Regions from separate parts of the Macaca mulatta genome. Here all the other regions are linked to region 2. The links are chromatin contacts, called in public Hi-C maps. All regions are on one chromosome and are shown on one strand. The core of a region is the stretch at or near the end of the contact, and the rest is flanking DNA. Distances in the headings are between cores, read along the strand shown.

Region 1 (2,726 bases), core at 124-2,623, 54 kb before region 2:
GGAGGCTCCATGGTGAAGGTGGCTTTTGAAGGACTGGCAGGGTGTCAATAGGCAGAGATGCATGGACAGTAAATCCAGGCAACAGGAACAGCATAGCCAAAGGACGGGGCGTCAGTCACATTCTCTCCACTGGCCAAATGACACAAATAATGCTCAACTTCCGTGCTGCGGTTTGCTTTGACTGGCAGAGGGGCGCAAAAGGCAAGGGAGCCAGCGTGCTGCACAGCAGGTTTAGCCTCCACGCCCAGGGTTTGGAGAAAGTGAAAACATCAGAGCTATGTCTTCAGAAGGTCTTGTGGTGTGAAACTGACTGGCAAGCTATCACAGAAAGCTAAGCGAGGTGGTGGGCCGCTGGATTAAAATGATCTCCAAACAGAATTCGCTCTCAGGGTTCATTTTCAGCCTAGCTCATTAGGGCAGATCCGGTCTTCTTGCATTATTATTGCTGCATCGGAGGAAGCTTTCTAAAAAGTGACAGCACACATTGCTGCCATTTGAAAGCCTGCATTTTTAAAGGGCGTAATACATAGTGACAGTTCTGATGTATGCCCGTGGGTGTGGGTCCTAATATCTCACCATACTCTGCCTGCATAATTTAAAATGACAGTTTAGCCTGTCAAACTTAAATGTGAGTGAAGTTCCATGGATATTTATAAAACATCAAAAAGATAGAATGGTGTCAGCAAAAGATGGGTCTTTTTATTACTAAGCCACGGGACGATTTTTGGATGATAATTGCTGGCAACTCACCTAGAAGCTGAACTTCCAGCCAAAGTATAAATTTGGTGGTGCCACAGTTTTAAAGGTTATTTTCACCCATGCAATAAAAGGGTATTACAGAACTCCGGCACAAATCGTAGTCAAAGATGGAGACGCGTCAGTGACCCGTTTGTTTTTAATGTATTGTTTTGATGTTTTTGTTTTTAATGTATCCGTGGTTTCCAGTTCCCCTGAGAAAGTGGAAATTACCCATGCTAATAAAGCAAGCGTTCGTGTGAAGACCTAGCTGATGTTCGGCTGGGTTTTAGCCAGCTAGCCAGTCACCCTTTATAAAGCCTGCCAAGTTTGGAGCTTGGGTAATTTTACACGCGGATCTCCACAGATTGTCTGCTTCGGTAGATGACTAAGAAAGTGCGTGGGGGCACTAATTTTTGTGAATTTACTAATAACGTTAAGAACTTTAAAAACCCGGTAGAACGCACCGCAGGAAGCGAGCGTACAGCGCCGGAGCGTCCGGCCGGAATCCCCCTGCGTGCGCGGCCCCCGGCGCCGTCCGTCCCGCAGGCCCCACCCCCGGCGCCGTCCGTCCCGCAGGCCCCGCCTTTGGCGCTGGGCTCTGACGTCACCACCTGCGCCGCGCACGGTAGAAACAGGAAGTGGGACCAAAACAAAGGAGCGGCGGCCGGGAGCGGAGTTACCTCACCTTCTGTCTCTTCCGCGCACGTCTCAGCCGGGCCGCCGACCCCAAGGAGCCGTCCGACTATGTCCAACATGGAGAAACACCTGTTCAACCTGAAGTTCGCGGCCAAAGAACTGAGCAGGAGTGCCAAAAAATGCGATAAGGAGGAAAAGGCCGAAAAGGCCAAAATCAAAAAGGCCATTCAGAAGGGCAACATGGAAGTTGCGAGGATCCACGCCGAAAATGCCATCCGCCAGAAGAACCAGGCGGTGAATTTCTTAAGAATGAGTGCGCGAGTCGATGCAGTGGCTGCCAGGGTCCAGACGGCGGTGACGATGGGCAAGGTGACCAAGTCGATGGCTGGTGTGGTTAAGTCAATGGATGCGACACTGAAGACCATGAATCTGGAGAAGATTTCTGCCTTGATGGACAAATTCGAGCACCAGTTTGAAACTCTGGACGTCCAGACGCAGCAAATGGAGGACACGATGAGCAGCACGACGACGCTCACCACTCCCCAGAACCAAGTGGATATGCTGCTCCAGGAAATGGCAGACGAGGCGGGCCTCGACCTCAACATGGAGCTGCCGCAGGGGCAGACCGGCTCCGTGGGCACGAGCGTGGCTTCGGCGGAGCAGGATGAACTGTCTCAGAGACTGGCCCGCCTTCGGGATCAAGTGTGACGGCAGAACCCGCTCTGAGGTTTCCTGGCCATAGCCACCCTTCGAAATGCTCTCTGTGTGTCAGAGAGATACTATACCCTAGAAACTCTGAACACGCCAGAATGCTGAAATGCTCTTCTACCTTTGGGTTTACAGTCGTCCCCTCCAGATAAATTAAGAAATTCAGTATTTCTCCACTCTTAGCTGGGTTCTGAAGTTCTGTATAGCTCGTAATGATGGTATTTTTATAGCAGCCTTTTAACAGAACTAGTTAATTTGGTGTATATGAATCTTTCTCGAAGATCTGGTCAAAACTGTATTCAGTTTTCTGACTAGAATGATCAGATTGAAGGTGGTTGGTTTTTATTATTGATATTATTTAGTGTGATTGGTAATATCTAGAATGGCAGGCGGTGCATACAAGTTAAAGAGGGGGGAAAGGTAAACACCATTCAGTGTATTCGGTAGACTGTGCTATTTCTGTTTATCCTTTGGGTTTTGGTTTTTGTTTTTGCCTTCACAGTGAGACTGCAATTGATCTCATAACGTATGTTATTAATAAATCTCGTCCCATAATTTATACTGAAATTACCTTAGGATATTTTTGCATAATGCTCTCTTACTGCTTACATTCTATACATTTTTCATGTGATAATTGTCTTTGC
Region 2 (2,700 bases), core at 186-2,685:
ATTTATTTTTATTTTTATTTTTTTAGAGATAGGGTCTCACTCCACTGCCCAATGTAAATCAAAAATGAAATCCTAAGGCCCCTCAACCATCTGCATGGACCCCCACCAAGCGCATTCCAGAGTTAATCTTGTTTTAGGTTGTTTTAAGAAAAACATGTTTAGGCCTGATGGGAGGTGGGGGTGGAACTTGCCTCATTTTGTCCTCCTCCCTTTTGGAATTCAGGAAAACCAGACCAGCATTTAACATGCTGGATACTAACCTGGAGGCTTCATCTGCATGATAAAACCTCAGTCTCCACAGCCTCTTATTGTAACCCAGATATTCCTTTCCATTGATAATAAATCTTTCAACCAAATGCCAATCAGAAAATTTTCAATCTACCTATAACCTGGAAGCCCCCGACCCCCCCACCGCCTCAGTGGTCCCACCTTTACGGACCGAACCAATGTACATCTTAATCGTACATGTACTTGACTGATGACTCATGGCTCCCCTAAAATGTATAAAACCACACCGGGCCCCGACCACCTTGGGTACATGTTCTCAGAGTCTCCAAAAGGCTGTGTCACCAGCCATGGTCACTCATATTTGGCTCAGAATAAATCCCTTCAAACATTTTACAGAGTTTGACTTTTTGTCAACCGCAGGCTGCGTCGCTCCCGCGCCCAAGCAATCCTTTCACCCACAACTTTCCGAGTAGCAGGGACTTCAGGTGCGTGCCACCACGCCTGGCCTTTTTTTTTTTTTTTTTTTTTGGTACCTTTTGTAGTTGTGGAAGGGCGGGGGGGGGGGTCTTGCTATGTTGCCCAGGTTGGTCTCGAACTTCTGGGCTCAAGCCATCCTCCCCCTTCGGCCTCCCAGAGTGCTGGAATTACAAGCCTGAGCCACCGCGCCCAGCCTATCTTTTAATTTTTAACTTCAAAGTTATCGTTAAAAAATCCCCCCAAAATATGAAAAAAATAATGTACTGATCTGTAGTTTTTCTCTAATTCACTATCCTAAATATATTAATTGCAATCTCATCAACGGCAACTTGCATTTGAAATTTTCCACCTTAAGCGGTATTTTTTGATAAGATGGATTTTTTAAAAAAAATCTACACCAGTAAACTAGAGTGAGAGACCCCTGCAAAGTCATACATGGGCCCTAAGTCATCGAGATTTTCCAGCAAATAATTTGCAGAGTGCTGTTTTTTCCTAGGTTAACTTGCAATCCTAAAACGGAAGGAGGTTCCGTTTTTAGAAGTTTAAATGTTGTCACACGGGCGCAAGAATACATACAACAGCCATGCTTTCCAGCTCTGCACACAACGCCAGGCAGATGGGGAGCACCGAGCGGTGCGGGAGCCCTTTCACCTGGGCAGGGCGGCTGCGGTGGCCGAGGGACCCGGGACCTGCAGCCCGAGCCGGCGCGCACCCAACCAACTTCCTGTTTCCGCGGTAGCGCTTGGGACTGTCACTGCAGCCCCGCCCCAGCGGCCTCAGGCGGGTGGGAAGCCAGAGTCTTGCCGGAGCCGCCGCGTCCGCCCGGCGCCTGCGTCCCACGGCCGGCGGCGGAAGCGGGCTGTCTGAAGGGGCCGGCGGGTGGCGCCCGGGGCTCCGCGGCCTGTGATCCCCAGAGCGGACAACCCCAGCTGGGGCTCCGTGCGCAGCTGCGGAGAGTAAAGGCCGGAACCTACGCTCGGCGGCCGCGTCCGGGCCCCTAGCGCCCTCCCCGAAGCGCCCGGCAGGCTCGGCTGTCCGACTGTGGCATTACGGAGCACCCTGGGCAGTCGCCGCAGAAGCGCGGGGGGCGCGGGAAAGGCATTTTGGGGACACGGGAGAGCTGCGAGGGCGACGCACGGGCGAGCTGTCGTTAGGGCCCAGGAAAGGCCTAACGGGGCGCACGGGCGGGTAGGGGAACTCGCGCCCCCACGCCGCGCGCCCGGTCTCCTGACGCCAGGGCCGGCTTCTGAGCACAGCCACGCGGCGGCCGGGGGCGGCCACTGCTCCCCGCGAGCCCGCGTCCCCGCCCCAGATCCCGCGTCCGAGCTCCAGGCCCTGGAGGAGCCGGGCAGGCAGGCAGCTGACGGCCCCCGAGCCGCTCCCGGGCTCCGCGCGCGGTGGCAGCCAGGCCGTGCCTCACCGTTCCCCTCCCGCGCCGCGTTGCCGCTCCAGGACCCACCAGACCAGGCTGGGCCTCTCCGGCTCCCCCGGAGCCTTGGAAAGTGCCCTCCAGAGATGTGCTTAGGAAGTGTGTGATGAATAAAGGAGACAAACAGGATAACTATAATATTTATTATGCACTTGCTTTTTTCTCACTGATGTTACTAATTTTAATGGTGTAGCACGGCGTGTTCCAGTTTTCTAAGTGCTCTCACATCCGTTCAAAAAATCCTCAAAATAAGCCTGTATATTAAAAGCAGGAGCCATTATTCCATATTTCAAGGAGTAAACAAGCTCAGAGTAATAATCCACGTAGAGCCTTCCAACCAGCCAATTCTAGTACATTTTTTACAAATCTATGAGTGTGGTTAATACACGGAGATGTGGTATGAGGAATTATCTAGGACACAGCCAGCAAAATGCCTGGTATACAATTAGTATGCGGTAAATGGTTATTATTAAGAATATTGTAATATCTTCTGATATGATCAGGTGAACCACTTCGACATAATAGAAACTGGAACAGCCTAATTCCATAAACACACTGATATGACA
Region 3 (2,700 bases), core at 9-2,508, 55 kb after region 2:
ATTGTTCTCCCAGACTCCGAAGTGGCACTCCAGAATAATTTTACGTGGGTCAGCATCTTTTATAAAAGGGGTAGGCAGAGCAGCTTACGAAATTAACCTTGGAAACCACGCGGCCACTCTTTCGGGAAATGCCTCCTATTTATGTTTACATGGGCCAGCAAGAGAATCCAAGGTTGGAAAGGTCATTCCTCACCACAGAGGCTCATCGCAATCACAGTTCCGTCTCCAAATTCGAGTTTTGGGTGTAAAGAGTTTATAAAGCCCAGCCGCTGTCCTCGCAGTGTTTGGGGTTAGCGGAGGGAGAGCTTGTTTGTATCCAAACCTCCCGCGCGGGGCGGCCCCCTGCGGGAACACTGCGGCCTTGTGCGCTGGGCGGTCTGAGCTCCTGCGAGGCCTAGAACGACGCCTGGCGCCCAGCGGCTTCCGCGAACAAAAAGCGACCGGTCGGAAGGTGCTGGCCCGGCCGCCCCAGGCGCTCGAGCCCGAAGCCGGCCACACAGCAGGAGGGGACGCCTGGCGCCACGTGCTCGGGGATCGACGGGCTGGACGCGCCCCCGGCACCTCCTGGGCCGGGACCTTACCGCACCGCACGGGTCCACCCAGACAGTAGCTGCCCCGGACCCCCAATACCGCCGCTCCTAGCCCCTCCCTCCCAGCTCCGCGGTGGCCCAGGCCGCCCTCGGCGGCAGGACACAGTTCAGCAGCAGCCGGAGGTGGCGCCTGTCTCAGCGCGCGGCGGCGGGGCGGGGCTTGGACACGGGCCGGGCTCAACTTGAGGGAGGCGGGGCTCGAGGCTCAGAGAAGTTGGACTTGGAGCCCACTCCGCGCGCAGCGGGGCGGGGCACGGCGGAGCAGGGTTGGGTCCGCCCCGAGCAGGGAGGGTGAGGCCGCACCAGGGGGGCGGAGCTAGGCACTGATTTGTGTTCAAGGCTAGCCCGAGGGGCGGGGCCAGGTGTGGGGCGCAGAGGGGAGCGGGAGGGGCGGTGCAGGACGGGGCGGGGCACGGCGCGGGGCGAGGCCAGAAGCGGCAACGGGTGCGGGGCGGGGCCGGGAGCGCCAAGGGGCGGGGAAGAGAGGGGCGGGGCCGGGCTCTGCGGGGGGCGGGGCGGGCAGTGCAGAGCGGGGCCGGGCGCGGGAGCGGGGAGCTGGGCGGGGAGCGGGGCGGGGAGCGGGGCAGGGAGCTGGGCCTGGCTCGGCACGGGGCGGGGCGGGGCGGAGGGCGGGGAGCGGAAAGCAAGACGCGCGGCTCCCGCGGCCCGCTGGCTGCCCTTCCCGCCAGCGCAGGTGTGGGACGGGCGGCGGACTAGGCGCAGAGCTGCGGGAGCAGGCAGAGGGAGTCTGGAGCCTGGCGGCGGGACGGCGGGATCCGGTGGGAGCCGGAGTCCCGCCGAGGGGGGCTGGAGGTGGAGGGGCCCGGCGAGGCCGCGATGAAGCCGAGCGGCGAGGACCAGGCGGCGCCGGCGGCCGGCCCCTGGGAGGAGTGCTTCCAGGCGGCGGTGCAGCTGGCGCTGCGGGCGGGACAGGTGAGCGCCGCGGCTCGGCTCGGAACTCCGGGCGGAGCAGAAGCGCGTGGGCCTTGGGAGCCGCCTGGAGTGGCGGGGTCCTGGCGCGCAGCCGGCGGGCGCCCGGAGTCCGCACCCGAGGGCGCGGGGAGCGGCGCGGTGAAAGGAGCCTTTGTGCTGGTGTCCTGGACACACCTCCCGCGCCCTTCTCCAGCCCCCGGAGCCCTGGCGGCGAGCCCCTCTGCTTTGGAGTTGAGCCGCTAACGTGACCTTTGCGTTTGAGTGAGTGGTCAGGATGTAGAAATCTCTCCAGGGCTAGCGTCCAGGGCTGTTGATTTTTAAGGACCTATGAATGGATTCAGCTCGCGGGAGGCAGCCCGGGGTAAGCCCCAGCCGCGTGGGGATCTGATCTGGCTGGGCTGCCGTTTGATTGTCCTGGCTGCAGCATCCTCAACCCAAACTTACTCTGACCCACACCTTGAAAGTGGCTCCACTCCACGACGGGCACGGACTCAAGAGTTCAGGAGGAACTTGTTACACTGCCCGGAAGGATGAAAACCGAGCCGCAGAGCTACCGAAAACCAGCGAGCAGGGTTTAAAATGGAGTTGCAGTTCCTCTCTTTTTGATTTTTGTGATTGTTCCTTCCACTTTCCTCAGTACCTTCAGCAGTGCCTGACACACCGTCAGTACTGGTAGGCAAGCGAGTGTTGGTTCTCCCAGGACTGTAAGATGGCTTACTCCATGTTTGCCTCTTAGGAGGTGATTGTGGGCCGGGCGCGGTGGCTCACGCCTGTAATCCCAGCACTTTGGGAGGCCCAGGTGGGTGGATCACCTAAGGTCAGGAGTTTGAGACCAGCCTGACCAACATGGTGAAACCCCGTCTCTCCTGAAAATACAAAATTAGCTGGGCATGGTGGCGCGCTCCTTAGTCCTAGCTATTTGGGAGGCTGAGGCAGGAGAATCACTTGATCCTGGGAGGTGGAGGTTGCAGTGAGCTGAGATCGCGCCATTGCACACCAGCCTGGGCAACAATAGCGAAACTCCGTCTCAAAAAAAGAAAAAAAAAGTGATTATTTTCGGAGATTTGAGAGACAGGAGGTGTGCTGTGGGCAGATTGGCCTTTTATATTCAAACAGCATTTTTTTTTCTTTTGAGGTCTGACAGTCCGAAAATGCTCTACCAGTTTCCCTAGATGGT

What was found. Hi-C and Micro-C count contacts between places; a contact is called where the count stands out from the background.
Region 1: a Hi-C map of blood shows a contact between it and region 2, with 4 times the contacts expected there. The contact joins the promoter of CHMP1B here to the promoter of MPPE1 in region 2. A contact is called at or near these places in 3 of 14 Hi-C or Micro-C datasets (CD4 T cells, blood and fibroblasts).
Region 3: a contact with region 2 is called in a Hi-C map of liver, with 3 times the contacts expected there. The contact joins the promoter of IMPA2 here to the promoter of MPPE1 in region 2. A contact is called at or near these places in 4 of 14 Hi-C or Micro-C datasets (CD4 T cells, blood, fetal cortex germinal zone and 1 more).

The regions. Positions count from the first base shown.
Region 1 is chr18:81,669,926-81,672,651 of T2T-MMU8v2.0, reverse strand. It overlaps CHMP1B (charged multivesicular body protein 1B), which reads left to right and starts at 1,373. Exons shown (of 1, transcript NM_001194816.2): 1 at 1,373-2,726. The coding sequence starts at 1,483. The coding sequence ends at 2,082. All of the region lies in intron 5 of GNAL (G protein subunit alpha L), which reads left to right.
Region 2 is chr18:81,615,937-81,618,636 of T2T-MMU8v2.0, reverse strand. MPPE1 (metallophosphoesterase 1) reads right to left here and starts at 1,435. Exons shown (of 14, transcript XM_077975333.1): 1 at 1,282-1,435.
Region 3 is chr18:81,561,040-81,563,739 of T2T-MMU8v2.0, reverse strand. It overlaps IMPA2 (inositol monophosphatase 2), which reads left to right and starts at 1,258. Exons shown (of 8, transcript NM_001258195.1): 1 at 1,258-1,523. The coding sequence starts at 1,428.